Linked DNA regions of Sus scrofa: all the other regions are linked to region 1. The links are chromatin contacts, called in public HiChIP or PLAC-seq maps. All regions are on one chromosome and are shown on one strand. The core of a region is the stretch at or near the end of the contact, and the rest is flanking DNA. Distances in the headings are between cores, read along the strand shown.

Region 1 (4,668 bases), core at 1,388-3,887:
ATTTCTATTCAGTGGGAGGAGAATGAAATGAACAAATCTGTTGTCACAGCATTTTTGTGGAGATGAGAGTCTTGAGCACCAGTTTTAAAGTTAGTTCAAGTTTTAGAAGGAAAAGAAAGGTCACCTCAGTGGAGAGAGAAAAGGATAAAGAATGGGTGACCTGGTTCAATCAGAGGAGATGCTTTTAAGATTATGGAGAAGGGAAAACTACAATTGGATCTGTGTGAAAAAGTGGGGAGTAGGAATCAGAAGGCTGTAATCTAGACCCATTTCTGAAAATAAATGCTGGAAAGTTGCTGATAAGATGTAGCTGGCTAGCAGAGGAAGGCCTGGAAATATTCCTCCAAATCCATGTCTTTCTACTGAATTACCTAATACAAGATTCAGACACAGATCACACCAGAAAGAGGAAAAATCCTTTCCCTCTTCAGGTTGTGTTCTTAACTATGCCATGTTTCCTTCATGCTTGTCTTACTCCTAGCTCTAGGAAACAATGAGGAGAGTTGGAGAGAGGGAGAACATGTGATGTGTGGCTAAAAACCACAGCACTTAGGGGAAAAGTTCCACCATTCAGTTACTCATGATGTTGCTTCTATCTCTCTTCTATTGCCAAAGACCTTTCAGGAAAAGTCTGTGATGGATGGGTGGGGTAAGAAGTAATGAAATGGCTAGGCTTTCCTTTACATTTGGGAGAATGGGCAAAATCCTTAGCATGGCCTAAGTTCTTTATGGTCCATCTCCGAAAACTCGCCTTACACCACACTTCTCCCTCAGCCTCTGAGCTCTAAGCACACTAGCCTTCTTTCAGTTCCTCAGGTCAGCTCCACTGTCTGAGATGGCTAAACTCACTTACTCTTCCTGGCTCAGGGAAGGAGCACTTCCTCTGGAAGGCTTTCTTGACCCCTCCGTCTGGGTCAGATTCCTTTGTTTTAAGACCATCCTCTTTCCTTTTAAGACAATGGGCATTCTGTCCATCTCCCTTAACAGAGCACAAACTTCCTGAGAACAGGCTACTTGTCTGTTCTGGCTCACCACCAAATATCTGATCCCTGACGTGTGGTGGGCTCTCAATCACTAATTGTTGAATGATTAAATAAACATTTTCTTCCTCAAAAATAAGGTATATCCCCCAATTGTGGAGAGCTAGAGGTTAATTTACCTAGTTGGGGCAAATGGATTTTATTTCTTAGTTATTATTTTAAAGCAGACCAAGATAGAAAACATATAGAAGAATAAAAATAAATCATATTATGGTAAAGTGGTCTTTTAAATACTTTAAGCTAAAGAACACACAAGATTTGATTTGGAAAATTCCAGGAAAGCATACTGATGATGATGATGATGATGATGATGATGGCGGTGAAAGCATGCAGAGACTAGCTAAATGTACACCAAACCACTTCCTCTTCTTTGGGGGCACACAGTGGCTACATTTCCAAGCATTCTTTGCAAGTGTAGCCAAATGACTGAGTCCCGGTCAATGGAATATGAGCAGAAAGGAACATTACACCATATTTGCCAGCTGGCCCATAAACATCCCCACTAGGACCTCAGAAGTTCCTCAGTGCTGTGTCTTCCCTCTCCTGCCCAGTGTAGAGAATCTAGCATGGGACCCGTCAACTCTAGTGGATGACGGAGCCAGTGGACCGAATAAGGCAGAGCCCCATCCCCCAGTTGGAAAGCACCTGCCAGATAGCTGATTTTATCACAGAGAAATAAAATCTTGTGTTAAATCACTAAGGTGTGGGGGTTTATTTGTGACAGCAGTCAGTATTATTTGGCCAAACTAATATATAAGGCATGACATTAAGAAAGTTATATTTTTTGAGTTATCTTTCTCCCTAATGTTTGAGGTGAAAGCATAAGGGTAGATTTCAAATCTACTTCTAACTTGGCTTTTCTGTCCAGTTCTACTGCTCCATTTCTCAGTGGTTGTAGATTCCCAGGGATGCAAAAGAACTTAGGGCCATTATGTCCAGCTCCTAGCCAGTGCAGAAAGTAATCCTTGTCATCACAGGTCATCAACAGCCTCAGTCAAGACCTTCATAAGAGAGAAAGTGGGAGGGACCCTTGAGGTGGCTCTTTTCACCTTATATTCATTGTTACAAAATCCTTTATTTATGCTGAACCCCCAAATATCCTCTATGGCTTATTCCAATGACTTATTCTTTTAGCACTTAAAGAAATGGGTTTTAAAAACTATGTGTTCCTCCTTATCTTCTAATATAAATCCAGTAAAACATAAATTGGGAGGAGGATAGAGTGGTGGGAGACAACCACAGCCGCTTGAACTACAGGTGCAGAATATGCCAGAAAGTTTGAGAAAAGAAGTCTAAATTCACTTGTTACACTGGTGATCCTGGGGAACTAGGGAGTTATCTTCCTTAGAAATGAGCCATTAAAATAATGTCAGACTTCTATATGATATTTGATTATTAAATAATCTGAAGTAACGTACTTTCACCATCAGTACAATGGAAAAAAGAGACTTGAATCTTTTATCTTTATAATCTCTTCCTTCTAGATTTCTAAATAACAGAAGACTTCTCTGTGCCTCTGACTGCTATCTGCTAGCCCCTCTGAAGCTAACGGCCACCACAGCCAGGCTCGCTGTGATGTGGACAGTGCCCACCAGAGGGACTAGAGGCACACTCACAGTTCACAGCCCGGGTTCCTCCCCTCTTCAGAGCTTCAAGATTGCTGTGGCTTCCACTCTTTATAAAATTCTTCCCTCACTCCAAAAAGTGAGGAAGTTTTCAACTAAATGTAGCTTCATCTTTATCTTACTCTATCCACAGAGCTAAACTTGAATGTGGTGCCTCATGTATCCCAAAAGTCTTATTAGCAGAGTAGGGGACTCAGCGGAGGAACCCACTTTGATTTTACCTGATTTCTGATTTCAACGCACATTATGAGTGAGTGGGGAAGAGGAGGTACAGGTTCATCTAATCCATTCTTATTTGCTTTCTGCTATTTCTCCTCTGCCTCAGGGTCAGCAGGGTAAGTTTATTTACTCCTAGAAGAAATCTGTACATTTTTAGATGGTTTCCACTGCACTGCACTGTGTCATTGGGAGCCCTTCAGAAGAAGAGGGAACAAATAATTCTAAATTTCTGCCAGTGCAAATCTGAATTCTTAAGACTTTTAATAAGAGGTTTACTGAAACCCTAAACAGAAAGGTAGGATTTGCAGCCCTGCTTCAAAACTGGTAATGCCTGGCACAATCAGAGGTGGAGTCAGTGAGCCTGCATTAGGTGGGAGGAAAAAGGGTTATTATGGTGCCACTCCCTAAACCCATAAACATTGACTGACATGCCGAACCAATCCGACCAGAGCAGAAACTAGGAAAGATGGAAAACAAGTCTCAGAGTGAGAAAGATTCCAAGTATAGTATGATTCCAAAACTGTTTAACGATCTTGAAGGACATTAAACTGTCCATTCCTATCTTGTCCTAAAAACTCTGAACTTATGCCCAATCAGGCTGCACAGTGCTTGGGCTGAGGGGACAGAACAAGGGGATGGAGGCAGTGGGAAGGGAATCTAGCACAGGAGCAAGAGCAGGGTGTTCAGGCTCAGAAGATGTGGGGTTTGTATTGTCTAGAGCTCATTCACTCAGTGCGCACTGATAAAGCATCTTCTACATGTCAGGCACCAGGTTGTGGCAGGGGCTATAACAGAGTCTTCAATATATCGGAGGACAGAAACTTTCCCTGGCCTCAAAGAGTGGGGATGCAGACAAACCCAAAACCAGACTAAAAAGTAATGGGTGCTAGGAAGGGACAGCAAATCCCTATGAACTGTACACACCAGTAACACAAAACAGTCTTGAGAGGCCAGAGAGTCTCCACAGAGGAAGTGAAAAGACAACTGAGATCTGACAGATGGGAAAGTACTCTAGGCAGAGAAAGACTATGTGCCGAGGGCTGTGAGTGGACCAACCACAGTTAGACTGGAAAAGAGCAAGTGGCCCAATGTGATTAGAGTGGAGACAGAAGGAATGAGGCTGGAGATGCACAAAAGGTCTGTATTTGCTCAGCCACCATCAGGCACTCACTTATTCAACACAAGCTAACCTGCTGAAGGCCAGGGACAAAAGGTCCCACAGACGAGGGCACATTAAAATACATTAAGTTTTTCATTTATACACAGAATAACTAGAGACAGGGAGCACTGGGAAGAGGAACCCACTGAAGGGTTTGAATAGGGGAGCAACACGATTAGCTATGATTTTCAGAAAAATCATTCTACTGTTAAGAAGATATTCTGGAGTAGGAGGCAAATGTGAGTCTAGGTGGCAAAAGGGCCAGAGGGAGGTAGAAGTGGCCAAGCACTCCTTTGTCTCAGATGTAGGGCCTTTATTTGCAGAAAAAGGCACTTGTTGAGAAGTGACTGGGGGCCTCTGGAGCAGCTCACTCTGAGGCCTGTGCCCCAGGACTGCTGACACGTCACAAGGTGCAGGAAAGGCCAAAGATTAGTTACCTGCTTGCTGTTGGTTTGGGGCGAAGGTGGCAATTCAGACTTGCTGAATGAGATTAGTAATTTTCTTTTTACTTTAAAAGTCATACACATTTAAAGCTTCCAAAGAGTGAGTGTGTGTGTGTGTGTGTGTGTGTGTGTGTGTGTGTGCATTTTAAGGTTTTTCTTCTTGGGTCAATTAAATTGGGCAA
Region 2 (4,668 bases), core at 1,276-3,775, 400 kb before region 1:
GAGATTTATTTTAAAAGGTAAAGGATGGATTCGAGGGGTGGGGGGAGAAGATTCTTTTTAGGAACACAAAGTGCTCTGCTGTGACACAGACTCTGCATAATTTACATGTCGGGAAAGTCTGAATCCAAGTAAACACACAGGCTTATAAATAGTTTGGGGCCATCATCTCTAGCTCTTGGGTGGTATATTTATTCACTTAGACTTCAATCACACCTTTTTTTTCCCCCAATGAACTCTTGGAGAAAACATCAAATTTTATATTTCTAATATTATTACAATTTTAGTTTGGTTGGCAATAATATTCAGAAGAAGTAGAGAAGTAGAAATAATAATAATGCATTGTATTTGTGCAGTTCATGGAGGTTCACAAAGCCCTTGACTAGCAATACTCTTATTTAATCCTCCTAACAATCCTTTGGACCAAATTCTATTACCCTCATTTTAGAGACAAGAAACTCAGCTCCAGAGATCCTTAAAATGACTTAGGTGCCCTTACACCTAGCAAGCCCTGAAACAAGTATGGAGACACCAATTCCAGATATAATGTAGGTTTTCTCCCTGGTACCCCTCACCTCCCAGTAGAGAACACTTCAGTGTGGTAGGCAAATGTAGTAAAACCCACCTATGGAAGGAGCCGATTTGGTCTATACCACTTCTGGAACGGTTCTCTCTGGGAAATCTCTCCCCCAAAACAACACTCATAACTGTCCCCTCCAGACTTTGACCTCTTCCAGTGCTCCCTATCTTAAGGAAGAACCCTCCTTCCATCCATTATGCAGGTGAGAGATTTAAGAGTCTTTCTGAACTCATCCTATTTCTTCACCTCTCATGCTAAGTCCTAAACATATTACTCCCCAGCATCTCTCAAAACCATCCACGTCTCTCCATCTTTATTTTCACCATCTTAATCCAGTCTGCCCACATCTCCTGCCTGGACTATTGCAACCACCTTTTCATGGGCTTGGGTTACTAGCCACCTGGGCCTGATGGATCTGCATAAACTTTAGTTCCCTCCCAATCTTGTCGCCATACTGCAATGAGGTAGACCTTTTAAAAAAAAAAACACATCCGGCCTTTTACCCGCCTCCCCCTGCCCCCCACACATACCAACTCTGGCTTCAAAAAGTTCAACTGTTTTCCATAGCCCTTATGAGAAATGAAAAAAATCTCACCTGGTCTAAAAAGCTCTGCAGGGTCAGGTCTGACCTATGTCTTCAACTTCATTTCAGGCCAGGCCTCTGCACGCCCTTCTCCTTGATCTTCTTTCAGTTTCTTGGACTTACGATGCCTGCTCCTACTGAAGGGACTTTGCACATGCTGTTCCCTTTGCTGACCATGTTCTTCCTGATCTACTGTACCTACTTAGCGCCTATAGTGCTGAGCTCAATTACTCCTTTCTGTGGCATTACACTTTTCCAGATCTCTGTGACCACTTCTCTTCTTTCTAATATAGACTTTAGAACAGCACATTTCTCCTTCACTGTACTTATCTCAGATGCAATTTTATAGTTACTTCTATGATTACCTAATTAATGTCAGTCTCCTACACTGTACACTTCACAGAGTCAGTTCTTTGCTTTGTGTCTCCAAGGCAATAGGTACCCAAAAAATGCTTCTGAAATGAATTAATGAAAAATTAATGAAGAATTAATCATCTCTGTGAAATGCAACCTACATGCTTTGCCTCATTCTGCTTGAAGAATCCTATACTCGGGTTTACACATTGAAATATGCCCCCATAAAATAGCACATTTTTAAAAAAATCAGTAACATTGGGATAATGTTCATGCCATAAAGTGAGACAAAGCAGAATACAAAATATTACCTTCAGTATAATTCCAATTTTGTAGCAACAACAAAGTACATAGATGAAAATGTTAATACTTATTTTTTCTGAGTGATGGGATTTCCAATGACTTTCACTTCTTCTCATGCTTTTTTTTTTTAGCCAGAGTTTAATTTTTATGATAAACATTCTAGTTTTATGAGAAAAGAGATATTTTGAAATAAAAAATCACTATCCTTCAAGTTCCCAGCTTAAATGCTACCTATTTAATGGCACCTTCCCCTCACGTCCCTCACCTTCAAGTAGATGTCATCTCTTGCCTTTAAATACACAAAAGCCTTTATCAGTGCTTCCATTGTGGTCTTAGTCACAATTTCCTGTACTTGTCCTTCTCTTTCTCCCACATTTGATGAGAGGCCCTCTGGGGGTAAAGACAGCACCTGAGTCCTATCTGGGTCCATTACTGTGCCCAGCACAGAGCCAAAGAGAGAGCAAGGTCTTAGCAAATCAACAGAGTACGGAATAAAAATATTAGAATAATAAGATTCATCTTCTCGGTTATGAGAGCCTGTCTTTCCTGGCAGACGATTTGCCACACCCTTCCACCACACATCCATTCATCCTCAGCTCTCCCTTCATCACCCTTTTGACAGGGAGGGAACCTAGACCTCCTCATGGAAACTGGGAACCTAGTTGCTCCAGGAGATTTGCAGTTTCCTGGGATTACAACAGTTTCGCCAGCAGAGGGCAACAGCGAACTAGCAATGACAGGCGGGACCCATCTGAGGAAGTTTCCAGGACCACCCCCTAACCCCCCAGTTACTCAAATCTTCCCAGATGCTTCCCAGTGGCCCTAGGCCTAACAATACTTTCAGTTGCTCTTTTCAGGCTGTGTCAAATCAATTTGTGGTTTGGAAATAATTTTTCTCCCCCAAATATTTTCTTCTATCATTCCCCCGGACACGTATGCACATGCATGCACACGTGTGTAGGCCGTACATGTGCGCATACCACTCAGTGAGATATCTTCCCTGATATTGAATAGAGTGGTTATACTTGATTTAAAAATCAATCTTCTTTCCTGTGACCCTCTAGCTTCCTAGCACAACCCAGCCCTTGAAAGAAGACGACAGTATATTGGCTAGCCAGGAATCAGCAACTCGGGAGGAAAACACTGAATCATTCATTCCACACATATTCCCTGAGCACCCACTGGGTTCCAGGCTCTAAAGAGAATCCAATTTGGGTTTGCTATTCAAACACAAACAGATGAAAAATGCATGGCACTGAAGCAAAGTAATTTCCCTCTCCCTGAGTTAAGTGAAGTCTTATAAAACCTTTAGCTAAATAACCCACATGCAACTCTTTCAATCATTTGGTTACTCTTTCCCTGGGCCTCTCCAAGTTGTTTAAAATAGGGGACCCTCCAAGTAAACACAGCATTCTAATAAAAACCCGATGTCCATAAACCTTCCCTGTTCCTGTCCCCTGAATTGACTTCCTGTGGTTCGTGTTTTTCCCCACTACTCCATGCAGCCAGTCATGTATCAGGCCCTGTGAGAGCTACCAGGAGTCCTGAGAAAAGCATTCAGCTCTTAAGGGATACATGGTTCTCTGAGATATGGGATGAAATCCCCCATGAAAGAGTCGATGTGGGGTAATAAGACTGGATAATGACAATACAAGTCCACAAGACCACAAACTCAGGTGACTGGATTCCCAACCCACCGTCCCCAGGGCTGAGGAAAAGAAGCCCCAGGCATCTATCCAATGCCCTTAAAGAAGACCCTCTTACCAGCTTTTCATTTCCTGCTATTTGGTGAAGGAAAAGCACAAGTCACAAAGAAAGGACAATTCTTTGGAACATACACACACACACACACACACATAAACACACACACACAAAAAGACTCTCAGGAATATGTATTCATTTCTTCACTATGCCTTTAGCATGTACCAATATAGTACTAAATGTCCCCATAAAATATGGGGAGGATAAACCTGGAAACATTCATTTTTGAATCCACAAAGACTATTTTTTTTCCTGAGTAAGGGAATTCCTACCCTGAAGTTTCATACTGCTCCAGCTGATTGCAGAAAATGCAAAGGTCAACTTTTCCCCTGGAAAAGAATGTCCATGAGAAGGCATCCATCATGCTTTATGAAATAGGAAGGAAGTCATCATGAGCAAAGCAAAGGAAACTCAGAGGAGCAGGAGCTCTAGCAGGAGGGGTAAGGAGAAGCCACATCACATGCTGGAATACCACGATTTCTTTGCAATGTGTGAATGTTTTCACATAGATGGTTATTATCCCCTACTTTACATGGGGAGGAACCAAGCCCCAGTCAAGTGACATGCTTCTAGTATGAACGGCAGGGTCAAGGTGAGAATCCAGGTCTTTGAGACCCCCACCTAGGCTAGGTACATTCCATCTAGCTGCTTCTCCCACTGTACTTTCCCCGTGCAGTCAGGCAGTTGTGCTCTCCCTACCATAGTACCATAAGCAAGAGGCTATTTTAAAAGCTTACACAAAAGAGAAGACTCTGAGCACACTCCATCCTTCTCTCTTTCCCACAAAACCACTGAAGGGCTATTGAATAGCTCTAGTCCTCCAGCACACCAGGCAGAAGGCAGGCACTAACAAGAGGTCCACCCCCTGAGGGGCTCTCTCCTCCCCTCCTCCCCCAAATTCACTTCAGGGGATTCACTTGATCAGAAGCCAGAGCAGCTGGCAGGAGAACAAGGACTAATTTTGAGGAGGCGGCAGAGAGGGAAGAACAGAGGGACAAAATGCAACAAAGGCTCACATCTCCCCACCTCCATTGTTTTGTTCTTTTAAATGGGAAAGATGTTTGCTTACTGTACTGTGTTAGTTACATCT
Region 3 (4,668 bases), core at 1,016-3,515, 350 kb after region 1:
AAAATGGGAGCTATATTACAAAATCCTTGGATTCATTCTGGTTTTTTTCACTTAATTCCTTTAACTGACTTAACCAAACCAGTCTTGTTCAGAAAGTGACATCCCTGAGAACATTATTTCCAATATTCACAACAGTGCAGGGTATCTCCATGATTTATAAACTACCAAAAGATCAGTTTGAACTAAATAAGGTCCTATCCAAAGGGAAAAAAAGAGAAGAAAAGGAAAAAAGTTCAAGTATTATTTGTTTTTGTTTTTTTTAAAAAGCTTGTGCATTAATTTATATTTCCTTATTTACTTTCCCCACCTGCAGTGGAGGGAAGTTTGTAATAACACCTCGTATTTACATAAGTATGTGTCTCTTAGCAGCAGGGAACGCTGTATAGATATTTAATCAAACTTCACCTTATCGCTAGGCGGTGGACAATGGGTCATTGTTAAGGGGTCAGGTGAGTTGGGAAGAAAAAAAAAATCATAAAATACAGAAAACTTCAAGGGTTGCAGGTGGGAACCAACCTACTACACTGGGTTCACCATACTGAATGGTGAGCTCAGTGAGGCCAAAAAACATAACTCAGAGGAGGCAATTAAGGTGCCACTCTTCCATTACTTATCATATTTATCTACCTGAATGTCTCGCTATCATTGAGATCTCCATGTATAAATCATTTTTCTCCTTGAAGTCCAGGCCCAAAGCTTCCTCCTCCTCCAGCCATTACCTACCCAGTCAAGACTAAATTATCCTTTCCTCAGAGGTTTTATATTTTAATTCTACCCAAACTACAGTGTTTAGCACATTTGACTTAGTAACAATTGTGAGATTAGTTGCTTAGGTCTCTGCTCCTACACCAGACTGAGATATCTGGAGTGAGAAGCTCAGACTCAGTCTTTCGTGTACCATGCTTCCTAACACAGAGCCTTGAAGGAAGAAAGGAGTCTACCAATGTTTTTCTTCAGAAATGGAATCTTGGAGATAAAGTGATTGGAGTGGATGACTTCTGGGGCTCCTTACAGCTGAAAATTCTAAGACGTTACAGTCAGAAGGAATTTATGACATTATTTAATGCAATCCCATCACCAAGCAAGGAGCTCCATGGGAGAAAAGAATACGTCCAAGTGGAAGCAAGTCTCCTGAGCCCCGTCTACTGCTTCTTGGCCACAGAATGGTACCTTTCTAAACTGTTGACAGGCCAAGAGGAACTGCCTCATGTTTATATCCCTAAATTTCAAACCAGGATCTTATGATGCATCTTCTTGATACATACAAGATATTTAGCTTAAACAACAGTTACTCAGAATATCACAATGCTACGTAAGGGCTCATCAAAATGGCTGAACTTGCTACTTGGCATCATTTTAATACAATTAAAATGGAAGGCAAATGCTGACCTGAGACTAGTGTTTTTCAAACTTTAGAAAACAACTCATTAATGGAACAAATAATCAATTTACTGGATCCCCAAAAGTATTTTTTAAATGAAATGGAATAGAAAACATAAATGTCTACTCTGTAAAGAACATGTACCATTAAGTGAAATTTTCTTTCATATCTTTATATATAAGTGTGTGTGTATGAGAGAGAGAGAGATTGTCCATGTAAAATTTATTTCTTGCTGCCCTTTGTGTCAAAAAAGGTTTGAAAACCACTCCCTCACACCAAAGTCTGTAGTGATACATATTAACAACTACAGAGCAGACTGCTACGCAGTTAACAAGCAGGGCAGAGGAAACAGGTTTTATAAAACTAATAATACCAGCTCCAGACTTTGCATTCCTGTTCCTTAGCAGAGCATTCTAGTATTTCCAATCTGAACTGGAAACCTTGGGTGCAATGAAATGATACCACCTCCCCCCACCAGCATCCACTCATGCTTTGGACTACCAAGTTCCTGTTCTAAGAGACAAAGATTCTTTGGTCCCTGCCCACCCTTTGCCTCTTTCTCCCTCTTTCTGACATAAGTTTAAAAAAATAAATTAAAACAAGAGAAAGGAAGGAAGGCAAATAAAAGAAAGGTTTCAATTTTAGAGATTTGTTTGTTTAGTTATTTATTTCTTACTTTCCTTCTTTTTTCTACTTTTTTTTTTAAGAGACTCAAGCCAGCCTATAGGAACTACCACATAGGAATCGTGTTCCTGAGCACTTTCAACAGACTTTCAGGCTTTTTTTTTTTTTTTTTTTTCCTACTTCCCTGGCTGGATGGCCGGGTTTGAGTAATTTTCTCTTTCTCCTGGGATTGGTTGCTAAGAGACACTCTATTACTTCTCTTTCTCTTGTGACCCGATTATTGCGATCAGAAAAGACGGCATGCAGACAACATTCTGACATGGCTCATACAAGATCACTGGGTCTGGTTACAAATTGATGGACTCTTTAACCCTCTCACAACCACTGGATCAAGATTTCCAAGGTCCATTTTTATAAGGATCTAAGGCGATTTCCCTGTCTTCCTTTAAATGGTGGTCATGATGCATCACTGGTATCTAGCATCACAGCAGCCAATATCCATACTGAAATATATTTCAATAAAGGCCCCATGCCCTTTCCTTATAGTATTAATATATACACGTTTTATTTCACAGGAAAACAAACAGACCAAAAAATGCTCTTGATTCATCTCCAGCTTGGAAAAGGACAAAGCTGAAAGGAAATGCTTAAATGGTTTCTTAGCCAGAGCCTTCTAGTCTACCCTCCAAAACACAGCCAAAGTAAAGTTCACACCTTGTTTATCTCTAATCCTGCACAGCTCTTGGGACACCTAAATGTCCCAGGTGTTCAATGGATGTTTGCTGAATGAATAAATAAATGAGTGTTCAGATTAAGCTCTTCTTCCCATCTCTGGAGGCTCCTCTCCAATTCACCAATCCACACATTTCAGTAAAGGTTAAAAGAAATGGTAATAGGTTCCTTTCTAAAGGTTTTGATGCCCTTAAAACAGACCATGATTGTTTAAAAAGTAAATAAGTTTAAGGAAATAACAAAGATTCCAAATCTTTATCCAATGTATCATCCCTGGTTTATGTTTCCTCTAAACTACCTCAAAGAATCAGGCAGCCAGCCAGACATTTATCCATTCTCTCCCCTCCTCACACCATCAGGAGGCTAACTTGGAAGTACTTTTATTTTATCTCTCTTTTTACGGTAAGGCCAAGTTCATATATCATCTATAGTATATATCCACTGACATCATGCCCCCTAGATTCCTCCCCTAATTGATATCTAAATTTTTATCATTAGAACTTCATACCTTCAGTTTAAAGCTCTGATTTCTATTAAAAATAGAAATCCTTCTGGCAAAGTTCCATTTTGGCATACTCTTGAAGATGTGGACCTCTCTCTTTTTGATGGCTAACTAGCAAAATATGAATATAGAGATACAGGTAGATACAGATATAGATCTGTGGCTAAGTGTGAGCATATTTAACAAATACTTCTTGCACAGATTTTGGAAATCAGCATACAAAATACAATAGAAAGATCATGAAATTTGGATTTAGAGGTGGCTGGATTCAAATCAAAGATTCATTATTTATGAGCCATGAGACATCAGGCAACTTATTTTCTCTCTGAGCCTCAATTTCATTATATGAACATTAGAAATATTAGTACCAAATTTCAAATAATGTTGTAAAGATGATACAGGAAAAAAAAGATGATAGAGATACTTGGCATATAGTAGAAACTAATAAAATGTTAGCTTCCTCATGGACTATATATAGTTGACAAAATCAATTTATATTTTGCCTAGTGTAGGAAAAAGAATGTAGGAGGATATTTCTAGGAGGCTTCCATTCTAATGAAGAGCTGAAAGGGCATAGCAGAAGGAGGCAAAGGGAACAGAGTGTATGGCCCATTTCACAGGCTTACTAAAGTCATGATAACTCCATGGGAAAAATTTAGTCCACGCCTTTCAGGAGTAACCAGTTTTAACTAATTTCTGTAGCTGAATCATACTTTGATACAATTTTAGAGCAGGAAGGAAGTGAAGAGATAATATTGTTCAATCTCACTGTTCTACGATTGGGAAATCAACCTAGGGTGATTTGGTGACGTATGAAAGCTATAAGTGAGCAACAAATAAGTATCCTTTCCACTGGACCACACTTCCCTTCAGTTAGCTCTTGTCATGTGCAGTAGTTGCCTTCTTGATTGGCTACTCCTTCCCTTTGGGTTTAGCTAAGGTAAAATTTCCTTTATTCTAGCAAGTTATTGGTTCTCTCCTTTCAATTGAGTATCCATATATGATTCTGAGGTTGTGTTCAGAACAAAGTCAAACTCTGCAAGAGATCCAAGCTATTAACTAGGATTCACAGTGCTTCACACTCTAGGGAAGAAATAGCATGTGCTATGAGGATTAAGTTTATTTCTGGAAACAGAAGGCTTGAAGGGCACTTCACCAATGGTGTCCAGATTCTACCTGCAAACCTATTGCCCTGGAATTCTCTCTGTGACTCTAGCTTGCCCTTGCTCTGCTTCCAGCAAATATCCAACTAATGCACTGATCTATTAGCAACAAGGTTCCTAGCAGCTGCTGGAGAGAAGGAAAATTTCTTGAAATCTCTAAAATAGGCACAGATCCTAAGACATCTCTTTCTCAACCTTGAGCTAAGACTGTTTTCCAGGAGAAGAGGCAGCAATTCCCAATTATAATTTCAGTCTAGAACTGTTAA
Region 4 (4,668 bases), core at 1,192-3,691, 310 kb before region 1:
TAAAAGGACACTGGCCAGTGTGTCCTCAGGAAAATAACAATTAACTTAAGTAATGCGGGCCAGAGTTGATGCAAAAGTAATTGTTCAACCGTGTGGAAAATTCTGTGTACATAATCAAGTCCTGGGAAAAGTCTCAGTGAAAGTTAACATCTTTTTTCTGAAAGACTCCAAGAAAAGGTGGGGGCCTGAGTTGGAAAGATGTGGCAGATGTCAGCTGCCAGATGGCGAGAAGGAGGCAGTTCCGGACACAAGCTTGAAACAGAGAAGCTAGTGTGGGAAGGTGAGAGCAAACTGACCCCATCATGCAGCAAGAGTGGGCAAGGCGTGAGGAAAGACAAGGAGCAGGAGAAAGAATTAGAGGAAATGCTGTTGGGTGGGTGGCATTTGTGTTTTGCATTTGAAAGTGTAGATCTGAAAGGGCAGGAAGATAACCACATTGGTGGAACAAAGCAGCCTTTGGCCATGGCGGGGAGGGGAGGACCAGTCACACTTGATCAGCTCTTGGATTGAAATCTCTCTCCTTGTGGCAAATGCCATCCAGAGGCTACATGTCTTAACAGAACAGAAAGACCTGCTCCTGTAGATCTCCATAATTCAGTCACTACTCAGATGGCTCTTGAATGCTTTCCCAGAATTCAATTCTTAGAATGAAAGCAATGATTTGCATGTCATTAGTAAGAGCCAAAAGATTCCTTCTCAAAACTCCATCATAGATGGTCTGTGGGTTGAGGATGGCACGTAAGTGTAGATACTGAATGTGAGTTAATATATTGGCCAGCAGACAAATGATGCTTCATAGACACTCAGAGATAGCTGGTCTCTAGCCACCTTCCTACATATTGTCCTCAAGCAGTAGGGACAGGGAACGGGTGATATAGGTTTTGTGCATAAGAAAGTTAATTTATTCATAAAATGGGAGTTACCATAAATGGGATCTTCAGAACTATCAGCAGCTCTAGTAAAAAGCATGGGAAAGAAGTCAATTGGAAAAGGCTATATCCTATATGATTTCAACTATATGACATTTTGGAAAAGGCAAAACTTTAGAGAGAGTAGAAAAGTCAGTGGTTACCAAGGAGTGGGGAAGGGATACATAGGCAGAGCACAGAGTATTTTTAGGGCAGTGCAACTCTAATGCAAGCTATGGACTTTGGTTGATTATGATGTGTCAATGGAGGTTCATCAGTTGTAACAAAGGGCCACTCTGGTGAGGAAGCACTGATCATGGGGGAGGGTGTGCATGTATAGCTGTAGGGAGGATATGGAAAATCTCTCCTAATCTTCCTCTTAATTTTGCTGTGAACCTGAAACTGCTCCAAAAAAAATAGAATATTTTTTGGAGGTCTCGTGGTGGCACAGCAGAAACAAATCCAACTAGGAACCATGAGGTTCCCCTGGCCTCACTCAGTGGGTTAAGGATCCAGAGTTGCTGTGAGCTGTGGTGTAGGTCACAGACATGGCTCAGATCTGGCGTTGCTGTGACTGTGGTGTAGGTCGTCAGCTATAGCTCTGATTAGACCCCCTAGCCTGGGAACCTCCATATACCATGGGTGTGGCCCTAAAAAAAAAAGAAAAATAGAAATTTTTTTAAAATGAAAAATAGCAATTTTTGATTAAAAGATAGGAAAAGATCTGGAGCCTAATATATAAAGACCTATGTCAGGAGAGACAGGATAGAGTTACCTCTAAAACCAGAGCATGTGTGTCATGTTAGCTAAGGGACACTCCACAGGAGTAGGTATCAAACCAGGTTCTGCTGGGCCTTAGATATTGCCCCCAAAGCAGCTATATGTACCAAGGATGGGAGAGGTGGAGTGGGAGACAATTCTTCCACTTCCGTCTGAATATCCATGGTTTCACTTAGTTCACATAATGGATTTCCATAGGAGACTTCTGCTAACAAGAGGATCTGGATGCTTTGAAAGCATATATACAGACGCTTGTTGTCTGTATTGCTTTACCACCAAAATCTGACTCCATCTTTTTCCTTCTAACTAAACTTGAGCGGACTCACTGCCTTGCTCAGACATTCAAGGTCCTTCACGGTCTGGCCTCAACCTTCTTCCAGCTTTTACCTATAGCTGCTTTCCCATGTTCCTTTCTTACCAACCAGACTACCTCACAACTTACTCTTTACATTCCTAAAACGGTACTTTTCAAGTTATAATTACTTGCTAACATGTCAAGTTCTTCCATTAGACTGGGAGCTCTTCAAGGGCAAGGACCATGTTTTGTTCATTGCCTCTTTGTTAACGAACAGGAGGAAAAAGCCTGGCCCCTTCTCAGTTGTTTCTTGCAAGAACTCTCAAAAATGCAGTGACCAGAAGTTCCCACCAGATGGCAGTGTGTGGACATTTTTCCCCTTACCAATCAGAAGGGAGAGGAAGGGTTTACAGCAAATTGCTTTTCATTTCCGTCCTTGTGAGACTGACAAACAAATCTCCTCAGACATCAGGACTTGTAACTGGGCAGGTGAATTCACATCGCTGAATCAGAATCTCAGGTGGCCCTTGTATTCCCTAGATACCTCTTCTCTCTAAAAATATTCCTTCTGCAAGCTGAAAAAGGATTATACTGTTCTGTGTTCTAGGACGGAGGAACTTGGAGTTGAGTCTGATTGTCACAGGCACAAGGTGACCATGTTTTCAGCAGTGAGGAAAAATGGTCACCAACACCCACTGATTGCTGCCATCTGTTGAGGTTCCTTCACCTCCTGCCCACCCCCATCTGCAAGACCCAGGCTGCAAGCAAAAGTCAGCCAAACATGCCAGCTAACTTGTGAAAATGGCATCTTCTCTGCATTCTTGTTTCTTTTCCCATTTGAGACCACGGAGCTGGTTGGCTCAGGAGAGCTGCAGGTGCTCTAATCACAGAGCCCCTCGCCTCTTTACATGGGGACCCTGTGCTCTGCTCTGAGCTTCTCAGAAGCAAAGGGTTCCCAAATGGAAGACATTCCCAGTCCAAATGAAAAACAAGGAGAAACATACCCAAAGGAGCTCCCAACTAAAAATGCTCAGGGGAAAAAAGGACCTCACTTTCTCACTTCCATCTGTTTCTGTGTATCTCTACCCTCACCACAGTCTAAGAAGCCACAAACTTCCCTTCTTGCTCCTTTGAAATCTGCTGTGTTGCCTTGACAAACTAGATGCTCTAGTTTCTCTAAACGTTACTTATTCCTAGGGATTTCTCCATCCTCCACTGCTAGAGCAGAGGTTATAAGGGGATATGAGTCAATAACATTCTGGAGAGTTCAACCTATTTTAACAAAACCATCTTCCAAGTCCCTGTAGATGGGCCTCACTGGGCTGACTCTGCCCCACCCTGGGCAACAGGCTTCATTTAATGATACCAGGATGGTTAGCACCCAAGTTCTAGTGTCAGCAGACCTGGGTCAGATTCTAACTCTGGGTCAAATTCTGACTCTAATTGTGTGATCTTGTGGGAATTTCTTAGCCTCTCCAAATCTCAGCTTCCTCAGCAATAGAATGGGGAAAATATCTACACGTCACAGAGGGAGGTTGTGCCAATTAAATAAGGCAGGTAAAGAGTTTAGCATGGTGCCAGTTCAAAGGGTACTAAATAAATGCTAAGAATCACTGCTAGCATCAGCAGAAATACTCTGCAGAAGACACGGCTCCCTAGAAGTAATTCTTAGTGTTACACTCAGCACAGCTTCAGAAACATTTAAAGAATCCAAAAGCTCTTCACAAATCATGTCGGGACCCATCCCTTAAGTGAGATCCATATTGCTCTCACATACTTATTCTTTCTTTCAGTAGGACTTAGCTGAGTATATAAGCTGTGGCAAGCTCAGGCAAGGCCATGAAGACACCAGGATATATGAGACATGGTTTCTGTCCTCAAGGAGCTCACAGTGCACTGAGAAGCCCACCCCTAAGCAATTATAATATAGTGGGATCCGTGCTGTTATCTGGGTGTACGCAAAATACAGCAGACACAGAGGGAAGGACCCAGAGAACTGACCCACCTTGCAAGACACTGCTAGTCCTTTATGCTCTAAGCCTTGACTTCCTGGATGTGTCTGCTTCCCAAAATAACTGTCTCCCTGACAATATATTATGATAACTTATATCTCTAAACTTGGCACGGACTAGTCTCTCTTAATGGAATACCTTCCTGCCTAGAAAACTCCTACCAATTCTCCAAATCTCTAACTAAAAGTGGTGCCACTTGTACCAGAGCAGGACAATATGGTCCTTCCCCACCCCACCCCCATGTCCTCTGCCTGCCTTTTGTCTGTAGAAAAACTTTAGCCAAAGAATATGTTTAATAAGAGAGGTGAGAAAATGCAGAAGCAAATGAAAGAAATCAAACAAGACCAAATAATAATAGTTTAGTCACTAAGCAAAGTCAAGGACATTTAGTGCCTCCTCAAGGGCTATAGATTATATTCTGAGCCATATCCCTTAAGCTGTTTTTAGAGACTGAAACCCCCACCAGGTGGAAGAAGTTAACTCCATGATGACCAAACTGTAGCCATAACATAAGCTGTCATGATTCCAAGAACTGGTCTCAATGAAATGAGAATAAACTGACTCTGGAACTGAAGATTAACTGTACTTGAAACCAGGAAGATGATGCTGATCAGACCACTGCATGACCATTTTAAGATGACTGTCACAGTTGACTCTGCTATTTTTGTGGGTA
Region 5 (4,668 bases), core at 804-3,303, 300 kb before region 1:
CACTGGGGAGAAAAAATGGAAATACAGGATATTCAAGAACTCTCATGAAAGCTGAGTGTCTTCCTTACAATGTACTTCATTGACCCTTCCTAGGCAGCCGTGCAGCCTGGGAGAGTGGAGAGAGCACTGGGCTGAAGGTAGCCAAGGCTCCTGTCCCAACTATATCATCAAATTACTTTATGTCCTCTGTAAAATTACCTACATTCTACATGTCTCTACAGCTCAATTTACACATCTGTAGAATATGTTAAAATAATGATACCTGCACTGTTTTTTCCTCAGGTTGTCAGGAGGCCTCAATGAGATAGGTTTGTTTTATGAACGATAACATTAGCAATGGAGACTGCCTGTTCTAAATATACATCTTAAACTGTTGGAGCCTCAAGGGGCCTTGAACACTGACTCATAGAACAAGCTCATTTTGCAGATAGGAAACCAAGTCCCAGGGAGGGCAGGCGACTTACCCAGGGTCACACAGGGGACAGAACAGAGCCAATAGATAAGTGTGTGCTCTTTCTTCTAAGCACCACTGTTTTGCAAAGGCCAGGGGCTGGGACCATGGCTGGAAAGAAATTATAGGCTGGAAAAAAAATTGTGGTTGAGTAGCCAAACTATAGTATTCAGAACCCCCACTAGCAAATCAAGCCTGCAGTCTGAGTAAACCAGCTAAAACTATTTACCCCATATTTCTACAAATGAGCAGTCTTCCTGTGTTTGTATCAAAGTGAGTTGGCCACAGCTGATGCTGGCAGGTCAGCTGCATGACTTCAACATACACTAACGCATTCTATGATGGTGAGTATTTTTACATTGATATCTTCATTGACTGGATTAGAAGTTCAGACATATTACCTTCACTCTCTCCTATAGATCTTCTTCTCTCTAACCCCAGGGGGAATGTTCTAGGTGGGAAGCAATGGGCTGATTGTACTCATACCACTTGTACACCAAATGTGTGTGGGAGGATTTCCCACACCAACCAAATCTCCAACACTAATGACTCAGAGTTATGGCAGACCCTTGGGTTAAGAGCTCATTTCCACAAGAGTCTCCTCACTTCAGAGCAAGTCTTACCATGTATACTTCAGATCAAACAGTTATAAATTCAGTTTGTTTCCACAACCCTCTCCTCATGTTTGATAATTTACCACAATAACTCACAGAACTCAGAAAAACACTATTTCCTATCATGGATTTATTATAAAGGATACAGATCAGGAATAGCCAAATGGAAGAAATGCATAGGACAATGTATAGGAGGAGCAGCAGGAAGGATTTACACCCTCTGGGCAGCTATCCTCCCAGTACATCAATATGTTCATCAACCTGGAAGCCCACCTAACCCCATTGTAGGGGCTTTTATGGAAGTTTCCTTACTTTGGCATGATTGATGAAATCATCGCCCATTGGTGATTAATTCAAGTTCCATCCCTCTTCCCTCTGCAGGAGTTGGAAGATAGGGCTGAAAGTTCCAGCCCTCTGATCATATCTGGTCTTTCTGGTGACCAGTCTCCATCCTGAAGCTAGATAGGGACCCCCAGCCACCACTCATCTCATTAGGAAAAAAAACAAAAGACATTTTTATCACTCAAGAAATTACAAGGACTTTAGGAACTCTATGCCAAGAACCAGAGACAAAAACATAATAGTGTATATTTCTTATTATGCCACAAGGACCACGATTTATTTAGGCAAGTGTCTCCTAACTGATCCTCCTGGTTCTTGCTTCTCTTTCATCCCCCCACCAACCTGCCACAGTAGGTGATATTACCTTCCCAGGGTGGCACTGTTTCTGCCCCTCCCCATGTCCGCAACACATAAGCAAGACCCAATGTTTCATTCAAACCCCTTTTGGAGATGGTCCCAATCTGTCTTTCAAGCTTTATTTTCTTCCACTCTCTTATTTGTACTGCCATACTCCAAGCTAAACCTTGACTCGTTGCTGAATCCTGAATACACATAGGCCTTCTTCACACTCATCTCACACCCTGGCAGACCATTCATCAAGGTCCACTTCTGTTTTCTTTGTACCCTCATAGTCGCATGCATTTCCTCTTTTTAGCACAATTTTCTTTCATCATGTCATGATGTGTATATTTGTCCCACTTCCTCATTAGATGGTCCTCACGTTCATCCCCCACAGCACTCTGCTTAGTGCCTGAAAAGCAAGTCTCAGGAAGTATTGAAGGAAAAAAAGATACAGACACCACACCAGAACTGAAGCCCACCATATTAAAAAAAAAAAAAAAAAAAAAAAAAAACCACCATTGGCTGAAGATGAAAGAATTTACATGCATCTTCAAGTCAGAGTTGAGTAGCTTGTTCTCCAGACAAGCACTTGGAAGAAGTTTTACCTGCTCCCCCTCTTGTCTGTTCAGTTGCCTAAGTTGCTTTGAAGTCTGTAAAATGGCAATATCTCCAATCAGAGCAGCATTTCCTTTCCAGACAGGAAGCCTGCCGCTAAGGAGAGAAGCCACGCTTGTTTTTGCGGTCTGGGCTGCAGCAGTGACTCATCCAGTAAAGCCAGAGTCTGTCTATTTTGATCTTTCTATGTTCAGAGTCTATTTACGGTTGTAATTTTCTTTCTTTCTCTTTCTCCCTTCCCGCCTCTGGTGACTTATCGGAATGGTCACACACATTTGACAAACGGAACCTATATAAGGAGAATGAGCTGGATTGAAAAGGCTTTCAGCTAAAGCCCAGGAATGAATTCTGTGTTTACAGCTCTGATGATAGGGTTCCAGTAATGACTTGGCCTTTTTCTCCTTGATTGAATATTCCCCTGGGCCTGCCAGTCTGGGCTCCTGTTATTTAATGAGGACATTGGAGCACAACCTCAAGATGTCTGCAAAAATGACCTTTTCTTTGGGCTCATTCCAAATGCAAAGAAAAGTAGAGCCCCAGTTAGAAAGGGCGCTTCTGGAATATAACTTTGGAAACCACTCTTTTCCCCAGAAGCTCAGAAACCTGGAATCGCACACTATCAGAGCCAGAGAGAACCATAGTGATGATCTGGTTACCAGTTTTCATTGTACAGACGAAGAAATCCAGGACCAGCGAGAAAAAGCAAGTCACCATAATTCACTGGGCAGGCACTATCACAACAAAGTCAGGCTTGGAACCTAAGTCTCTAGGTTATAGTCAGGGTACTGTTGAATGGTTTGAGATAGAAATTAACAGCTGGCTAAATGGTGGCCTAAAGAAAGGAAAAGCTTCTCTTAATTTCCCCTGTGTTATTCCCTGGCAGCTTGACTGTCTCCTTTAGCTATGCTCACAGTGAGAGACTAGCAGCACAAGGGAAGGAATTAGCCTCCAACAATAAGCTCAGTGTCTTGCTGTTGGCTTTAAAAGCCAATATAGGATTAGTATAAGAGTCCGTGGTGTGGAGTCTTAACTAGGACAACCTCAGAGGTCCCAGACTGGCCTCATTCACTCCACTTCTGCATGCTGGCTTCAGAGGGGGACTCATTTACTGACTGCGAGCATTCTTATAAAGTTTAAATGAGAAAATATGGTCAGAAAGTTCTGGGTAATATAAAGCTCTGTTCTACTTGTGAGAAGGATTATTATTATGAAGGAGTCATTAGACTCCTACCTATGGGTCTTCATTTCTTCAATGTGGTGATTTCAGAGTCTCCTGTTAAAAGAGATCCCCTAATTCTAAATGAAAGATTTTAAAAATTATTTTCAGCTATGTATTCTTCACATGCTCATTGTACACTATTTGGGAATTCAGAAACATATTTTAAAAAAAGAAAATCAACTATCTCTCATTGCCCAGTATATATATATATACTATATATATATGTATAGTAAATATACATATATATTACGTGTGTGTGTGTGTGTATATATACACACAAACATACTATTGCATCAGAACACATGGTAGTATATTTCAATGACAATTATTTTTTAACATTTAAGTAGTTTATTAGTGATTGCCTTAACATAAATTTAAAGATTGCATGCAGCCCAAGTTGGAATTTCTCTGAGCCTTCCTATAAATAGGGTGACCATATGTTCTCCGGTCCAAAACAGGGCATTTTTTTTTTTTAGAGTAGAAAGTCATACTATTGATAATTATGCTGTGACAGAAAGCATAAATCTTTTCTGGGCAAAATGGGACATATGGCCACTTTACGTACAGTCATAAAGAATTTTAGAAATATCACTGTCCTCAGGCACCATTGTATAAGGTAAAAAAAAAAAAAAAATACACTCTAGAATCAGAGCATTTGGGTCCAAGGCAGGGATTCAACATTGTTAGAGAAAATAACGGAATAACACTGAACTTCAGTTTCTTCATTTTAAAATGTAGCTATTACCTGCATCTCAAACTTACCTGCACTTGAGTAAGAATGTAAATAAAAGGCTGTTGTAGATGGAAAATGCTCTACTATTGGTAAGATTTTTTCTTAATGATATTAGTGCCGTGGAGCTGGGTTCTCTTCACATCAACATTTTTCATGGGGTCATCTAAACAATTCCATTCTGCCTGAATATGCAAATGTTCCTCTGACAGGAAAGAGCATAGAAAACCACTGACCCACACAAGGAGAATCTACATTTGCCCCTAGATGGATATCATTACACTCCACATAAAAGGACAATTAGTATTCTTGTTAAAGCTTCCCTCTAGCTTTATTGACTACTGGTTAAAATAAG
Region 6 (4,668 bases), core at 1,012-3,511, 260 kb after region 1:
AAATTAAATTAAATTAAAAAAAAAAAAGCATAAGTTAGGAATTCCCATTGTGGCTCAGTGGTAATAAACCGACTAGTGTCCATGAGGACTCGGGTTAGATCCCTGGCCTTGTTCAGTGGGTTAAGGATTCAGCATTACCGTGAGCTGTGGTGTAGGTCACAGACATGGTTTGAATCCTGCATTGCTGTGGCTGTGGTGTAGGCTGGCAGCTGTAGCTCCGATTCGACCTCTAGCCTGGGAACTCCCATATGCTGCAGGTGCGGCCCTAAAAAAGCAAATAAATAAATAAATAAATTACAAAAAGCACAAGTTAGACTAAGGCAGTTAATTAGTTTTGAAATGACTTAAATTGGCATATACTTATAGCATCTCAAACATTAGGTCATGAGGTATCAACAATGACATGGTAAAGAAAGGAGATGAATCATGGGCTCAAGGAAAAGAGTCCTATGATAATTCTTTTTTTTTCTGAAAAAAGGATGCATATATCAGTTTATCAGTCACGTAACTTTTTGTTTCCTATCATTGAATCTAAAGAATTTATCATGCTGCTTTTTGCATTAGGAAACACCGAGTAACATAATGGTCCTCTCTTTTTAGCAATTCTATAGACGATACAGAAAATAACTTGCTTTTTATTTTTATACCATCCCCATAATAAGAGAATAGTTATAGCAATGAATTATAACTCCAGATAGCATCATCTTTTCAACCATGTGCATTGCCTTCAAGTGATATAAGGCAGTGCTGGGACAGAACTAGAAATTATAGCTGATTCAGCAGCCACCATTAAGATGTCCTTACAAACCTCATTTGCCTAAGCCGTGCTATTTTTTATTTGTGCAAATACTATGAATTATGGAAAAATCAGAAAGTAGTTATCACTGTATTACGCACTAACTCAACATCAACTCCAGACTGGGTCCTCTAACAGATTTCTAAGGTGTAAATAGTTCCATCATTACTGGATTTGATGACAGCATTTACTTATTTATTCAGCAGTTACAAATTTGTATACCTCTTGTGTGCCAGGAAACAAAAGTTCATCTTGCTTCAAGGACTTCATAGTCTGGTATTTATCACAATTATTTCTTTCTTTTAGTCATTATACACTTTTACGCTGGCTCTATAACATATACTCTATGAGGTAAAATTATTAGAATTTTTACTTTACTTTTGCGTAATTTGTGATTTAGAACAACAAAACAAGATCCAACGTTCTTCTGTCATCTAGAACCCCAACAGAAAGATGTATATTAGAGTGAGGATCTGGGACTTCAACGAAGTCAAGTTCACAGAGACATAAATTCCAAAATTCACAAGTGGCCTGTCTGCACTTATGAATGAAAACTACACCTGCTGGCACAACAGCAGTTAATTTGTATCTTTTTCAGTAAAATTTGAGTTTGCAGTTTTATGTAAACTGGAAAATATATGTTCAAATTATGAAGCATAACAAATTTAAGTTTCATATTTGTAGTTAATATATTCACTGAAAGGCAATGTATAACTTCCCTGGTAATTTTTCCACAGTGTGAAAAGAAACTTAGCAGTTATACTCCAATGTGGTATTTTGTGGAGAGGACAGACCAGTTATTCACCATGACAAATGTGACATGTAGGCTTGGTTATTAACCACCTCCAACCTTCTGTCTACAGAGACCATCTTTATCATCATTATACATTAGTTCGGCTATAAAGCACATAAAAGGAAATGGTTGTCAAGAAGGACAAAACAGTGACAATATCTTATCTGAGATATGGCCTTTTCTCTTAAACACAGCATTCCTATATACTTACCATGGTAAAAATCTAATCTTCCTAAGTAAAAAGTATAGCTGGATTTGTATTTTGTTTATTTTAAAAAAAAAAGTTGTAAAGGGAATAAAGGGGACCATACAGCTTCAGACCAAGGCTACCCCCAAAATAGATATTTAAACAGTGGGAGAGGAGAAAAGAAATACAGAAACCAGTCCTGACAAGAAAGCTCTTTAATTTTGCAAATGTGGTATGTGCTTCTGCATGGACAAAGGGCTAATTATTTCTACTGAGATGCTGTTGTAATATAGAGAAGCTCAACAGGCATTTTGTGAATTTCATTTTAAACCAATTCCTGGATGGATTGACTCAGTATACTGTAACACAATGATCTCTGAGCCTAGGTCTTGCAAACAAATCACAGCTAAAGGTTACCCAGAGGAATGTGGCCAGGGTACCAGAGAAGACTTCTCTCCTTCCCTGGCCTAGGCTCCAGCAGAGCTGGCTTCCTCTGTCTGCTCAACTTCCTCCCTTTTCACTGCTTGAGCTAACTTACACTACACACTCTTACACTGGGGCAAGTAAAATGGGTATTTGGGGACAAAAGCTTTGTAAAGGTGCAATTTTTCAACCTAAAGTTCCACTCTACATGTTCATAGAACTCAAAACAAAGTCTTGAAGCTAATTCTGTTATGGTAGTCACAGAAGACACAAACACAAACATCATCTTATAAAAAAGCAGGAGGAGGTATAACTGTTGAGATGCAATTACATACAATCTAAAAATTAATTACCCGTCATCAGACTCATGGCATGCAGCTCTGAGTCAGCTAACCACTCCTGCACCCCCACCTCACTGTTACTTAACTGTTGAGGTTTCCTGGCAGGTATGAAAGAATTCAAAATAAAACCTAGATCTTCTAAATATGGGCACTGCAAAGAATTAGATCCCTTTTTCTATTAAGATGGTATTTTTACCCCTATTATTTGACTAGACTCCATTTGGTATCTTATACATGAGGTTTCTGCAATATTTCAACTTTTACCAAAGTTCTCAAAAATAGCTATTAGTAAGCAGACAATACAATACATAGATAAATTTGGTCTTTTGGTCTTTTTTTTTTTTTTTTTTTAAGCAAATCACACTATGTGCCTAATCTTCCCCCAACCCCCAAGGGGAGCACAGGGAGAGGAAGACACCATGCATAAGTCTTCTCTTTTTCAACAGTATAGGACTTCGTTCCTATCTCCATTCCCAAGAAGCCAAACAAAGCAGCGGTAGAGTCCCAGTCTGCAAGGATCATCTATGTCTTATCACACAGCATTAGTACGTTGCAGCTTTCATCTCCAAGTAGCCTACATGATGGGGTTCATGGAAAAATATGGACTATTAAAAGTTTAATTACTAATTAATCTCCCCTGCAGCTGCTCATGGCTTCTGCAAGTTAGAACAGGGAACACAAGAGAATAGAAGATCCACGGTACCGCAAGACTCCACCCTAGTTACTCTGCCCACAAGGCCTCAGACCACATGAATCCAAAATAAAAAACCTTCCATACAACCTAGACACACCTGAAATGATTTCTTAGGTTGTCTCATAGATTATTGCTGTATGAAAGGAATTCAGTGTGGGAGCACTGAAATTACAACTAAAGACTTGTTAATATAACTAAAGAGTATGCATGAACTCAGTTTCCAAATAGACTAAGAAATTACAATACCTTTTAAGTGCTTTAAATGACAAAGATAAATATATCATTGATGCAATAACCACCATTCACAAAGTACAAGCTCCAAACCTTTAAAGTAGCAAGCTCCAGACACAAGCTAACAATCCCAAAATAAAATGGGAAGGATTGAGTAAACTGTTCCTCAAACACGACATCTAATTTCTTGCAACTCTAGAATACTGCATCTTTACAAAGGGGAAAAAGTGCAGCTACTACACCCATTTTAGAAATAAAGGAGGAAGCTCAGACTGGTGATGTGGAAAATTCACACAAAAAATTGGTGCTCTTTTTAGAGAAGTGATCACATGAAATTGAAAAGAGAGTAGATTTATTGGTAAACTTGGAATCTAGGATATCAAATTATGTCCAACCCTATCTTATCCCAGAATCTCTCAAAATTTTTTCATCCTAGTCTAAGTGAGAACAGTGAAATCACATTTGACCAATTCCAATAAAACTTGATTCAAAAATACTAAATCCCTATGAATATAAAATCTCGGGAAGTTTTTCCAAGTCATCTATGTACCAGCTCCAATGCTACTCAACTCACCGCAGGGAAGAAAAGGCAGATTTGTACTAGGAATGAGAAGACCAGACTCTAGCCTTCATTTAGGCAAGAGAAGGAAAAGAAAATCAAAAATCCATGTATTTATCCTTTGTCTGCTAAGAAATTAAGAGAATTTTTTCGGAGTTCCCGTCGTGGCGCAGTGGTTAACGAATCCGACTAGGAACCATGAGGTTGCAGGTTCGGTCCCTGCCCTTGCTCAGTGGGTTAACGATCTGGCGTTGCCGTGAGCTGTGGTGTAGGTTGCAGACGCGGCTCGGATCCCGAGTTGCTGTGGCTCTGGCGTAGGCCGGTGGCTACAGCTCCGATTCAACGCCTAGCCTGGGAATCTCCATATGCCGCGGGAGCGGCCCAAGAAATAGCAACAACAACAACAACAACAACAAAAGACAAAAAGACAAAAAAAAAAAAAAAAAAGAAAGAAATTAAGAGAATTTTCAATGTGACCCCTGATGTAGCTCTTCCCAAGAGTATAAGGTGTTCTTTTATGAACAGTAGAATAGGGGTGGGGCCTAGATACATACTAATTCAAAGACACTTCTGTTTACCTTTATGTTATGTTTTTGATTTGTCTACTCTTTATATTTTCAAGCTATATTTTACAGAAAGTACCA

What was found. HiChIP or PLAC-seq counts read pairs in DNA pulled down with a chosen protein or histone mark.
Region 2: a contact with region 1 is called in an H3K27ac HiChIP or PLAC-seq map of alveolar macrophages. The contact joins two enhancer-like sites. A contact is called at or near these places in 1 of 47 Hi-C or Micro-C datasets (embryonic fibroblasts) and 1 of 2 datasets of contacts at active chromatin or transcription factors (alveolar macrophages).
Region 3: an H3K27ac HiChIP or PLAC-seq map of alveolar macrophages shows a contact between it and region 1, with 6 times the contacts expected there. The contact joins two enhancer-like sites. A contact is called at or near these places in 1 of 47 Hi-C or Micro-C datasets (epiblast stem cells) and 2 of 2 datasets of contacts at active chromatin or transcription factors (alveolar macrophages and skeletal muscle).
Region 4: an H3K27ac HiChIP or PLAC-seq map of alveolar macrophages shows a contact between it and region 1. The contact joins two enhancer-like sites. A contact is called at or near these places in 2 of 47 Hi-C or Micro-C datasets (embryonic fibroblasts and fetal heart ventricle) and 1 of 2 datasets of contacts at active chromatin or transcription factors (alveolar macrophages).
Region 5: a contact with region 1 is called in an H3K27ac HiChIP or PLAC-seq map of alveolar macrophages. The contact joins two enhancer-like sites. A contact is called at or near these places in 1 of 47 Hi-C or Micro-C datasets (embryonic fibroblasts) and 1 of 2 datasets of contacts at active chromatin or transcription factors (alveolar macrophages).
Region 6: an H3K27ac HiChIP or PLAC-seq map of alveolar macrophages shows a contact between it and region 1. The contact joins two enhancer-like sites. A contact is called at or near these places in 2 of 2 datasets of contacts at active chromatin or transcription factors (alveolar macrophages and skeletal muscle).

Annotation. Positions count from the first base shown.
Region 1 is chr13:126,385,205-126,389,872 of Sscrofa11.1, reverse strand. The region is part of intron 8 of LPP (lipoma-preferred partner); the gene reads right to left. Among named protein-coding and RNA genes, the nearest start is that of MIR28, 110 kb to the right of the region's middle. Within about 2 kb of position 2,637, at least 5 of the 83 cell types and tissues checked have an H3K27ac peak or open chromatin away from gene starts, as enhancers often do. A contact at or near this core is called in alveolar macrophages, where this site is marked.
Region 2 is chr13:126,781,623-126,786,290 of Sscrofa11.1, reverse strand. All of the region lies in intron 4 of TPRG1 (tumor protein p63-regulated gene 1 protein), which reads right to left. Among named protein-coding and RNA genes, the nearest start is that of TPRG1, 250 kb to the right of the region's middle. Within about 2 kb of position 2,525, at least 3 of the 83 cell types and tissues checked have an H3K27ac peak or open chromatin away from gene starts, as enhancers often do. A contact at or near this core is called in alveolar macrophages, where this site is marked.
Region 3 is chr13:126,032,923-126,037,590 of Sscrofa11.1, reverse strand. All of the region lies in intron 3 of LPP (lipoma-preferred partner), which reads right to left. Among named protein-coding and RNA genes, the nearest start is that of MIR28, 250 kb to the left of the region's middle. Within about 2 kb of position 2,265, at least 3 of the 83 cell types and tissues checked have an H3K27ac peak or open chromatin away from gene starts, as enhancers often do. A contact at or near this core is called in alveolar macrophages, where this site is marked.
Region 4 is chr13:126,698,249-126,702,916 of Sscrofa11.1, reverse strand. The region is part of intron 2 of TPRG1 (tumor protein p63-regulated gene 1 protein); the gene reads right to left. Among named protein-coding and RNA genes, the nearest start is that of TPRG1, 170 kb to the right of the region's middle. Within about 2 kb of position 2,441, at least 16 of the 83 cell types and tissues checked have an H3K27ac peak or open chromatin away from gene starts, as enhancers often do. A contact at or near this core is called in alveolar macrophages, where this site is marked.
Region 5 is chr13:126,680,071-126,684,738 of Sscrofa11.1, reverse strand. The region is part of intron 2 of TPRG1 (tumor protein p63-regulated gene 1 protein); the gene reads right to left. Among named protein-coding and RNA genes, the nearest start is that of TPRG1, 150 kb to the right of the region's middle. Within about 2 kb of position 2,053, at least 19 of the 83 cell types and tissues checked have an H3K27ac peak or open chromatin away from gene starts, as enhancers often do. A contact at or near this core is called in alveolar macrophages, where this site is marked.
Region 6 is chr13:126,120,429-126,125,096 of Sscrofa11.1, reverse strand. All of the region lies in intron 5 of LPP (lipoma-preferred partner), which reads right to left. Among named protein-coding and RNA genes, the nearest start is that of MIR28, 160 kb to the left of the region's middle. Within about 2 kb of position 2,261, at least 8 of the 83 cell types and tissues checked have an H3K27ac peak or open chromatin away from gene starts, as enhancers often do. A contact at or near this core is called in alveolar macrophages, where this site is marked.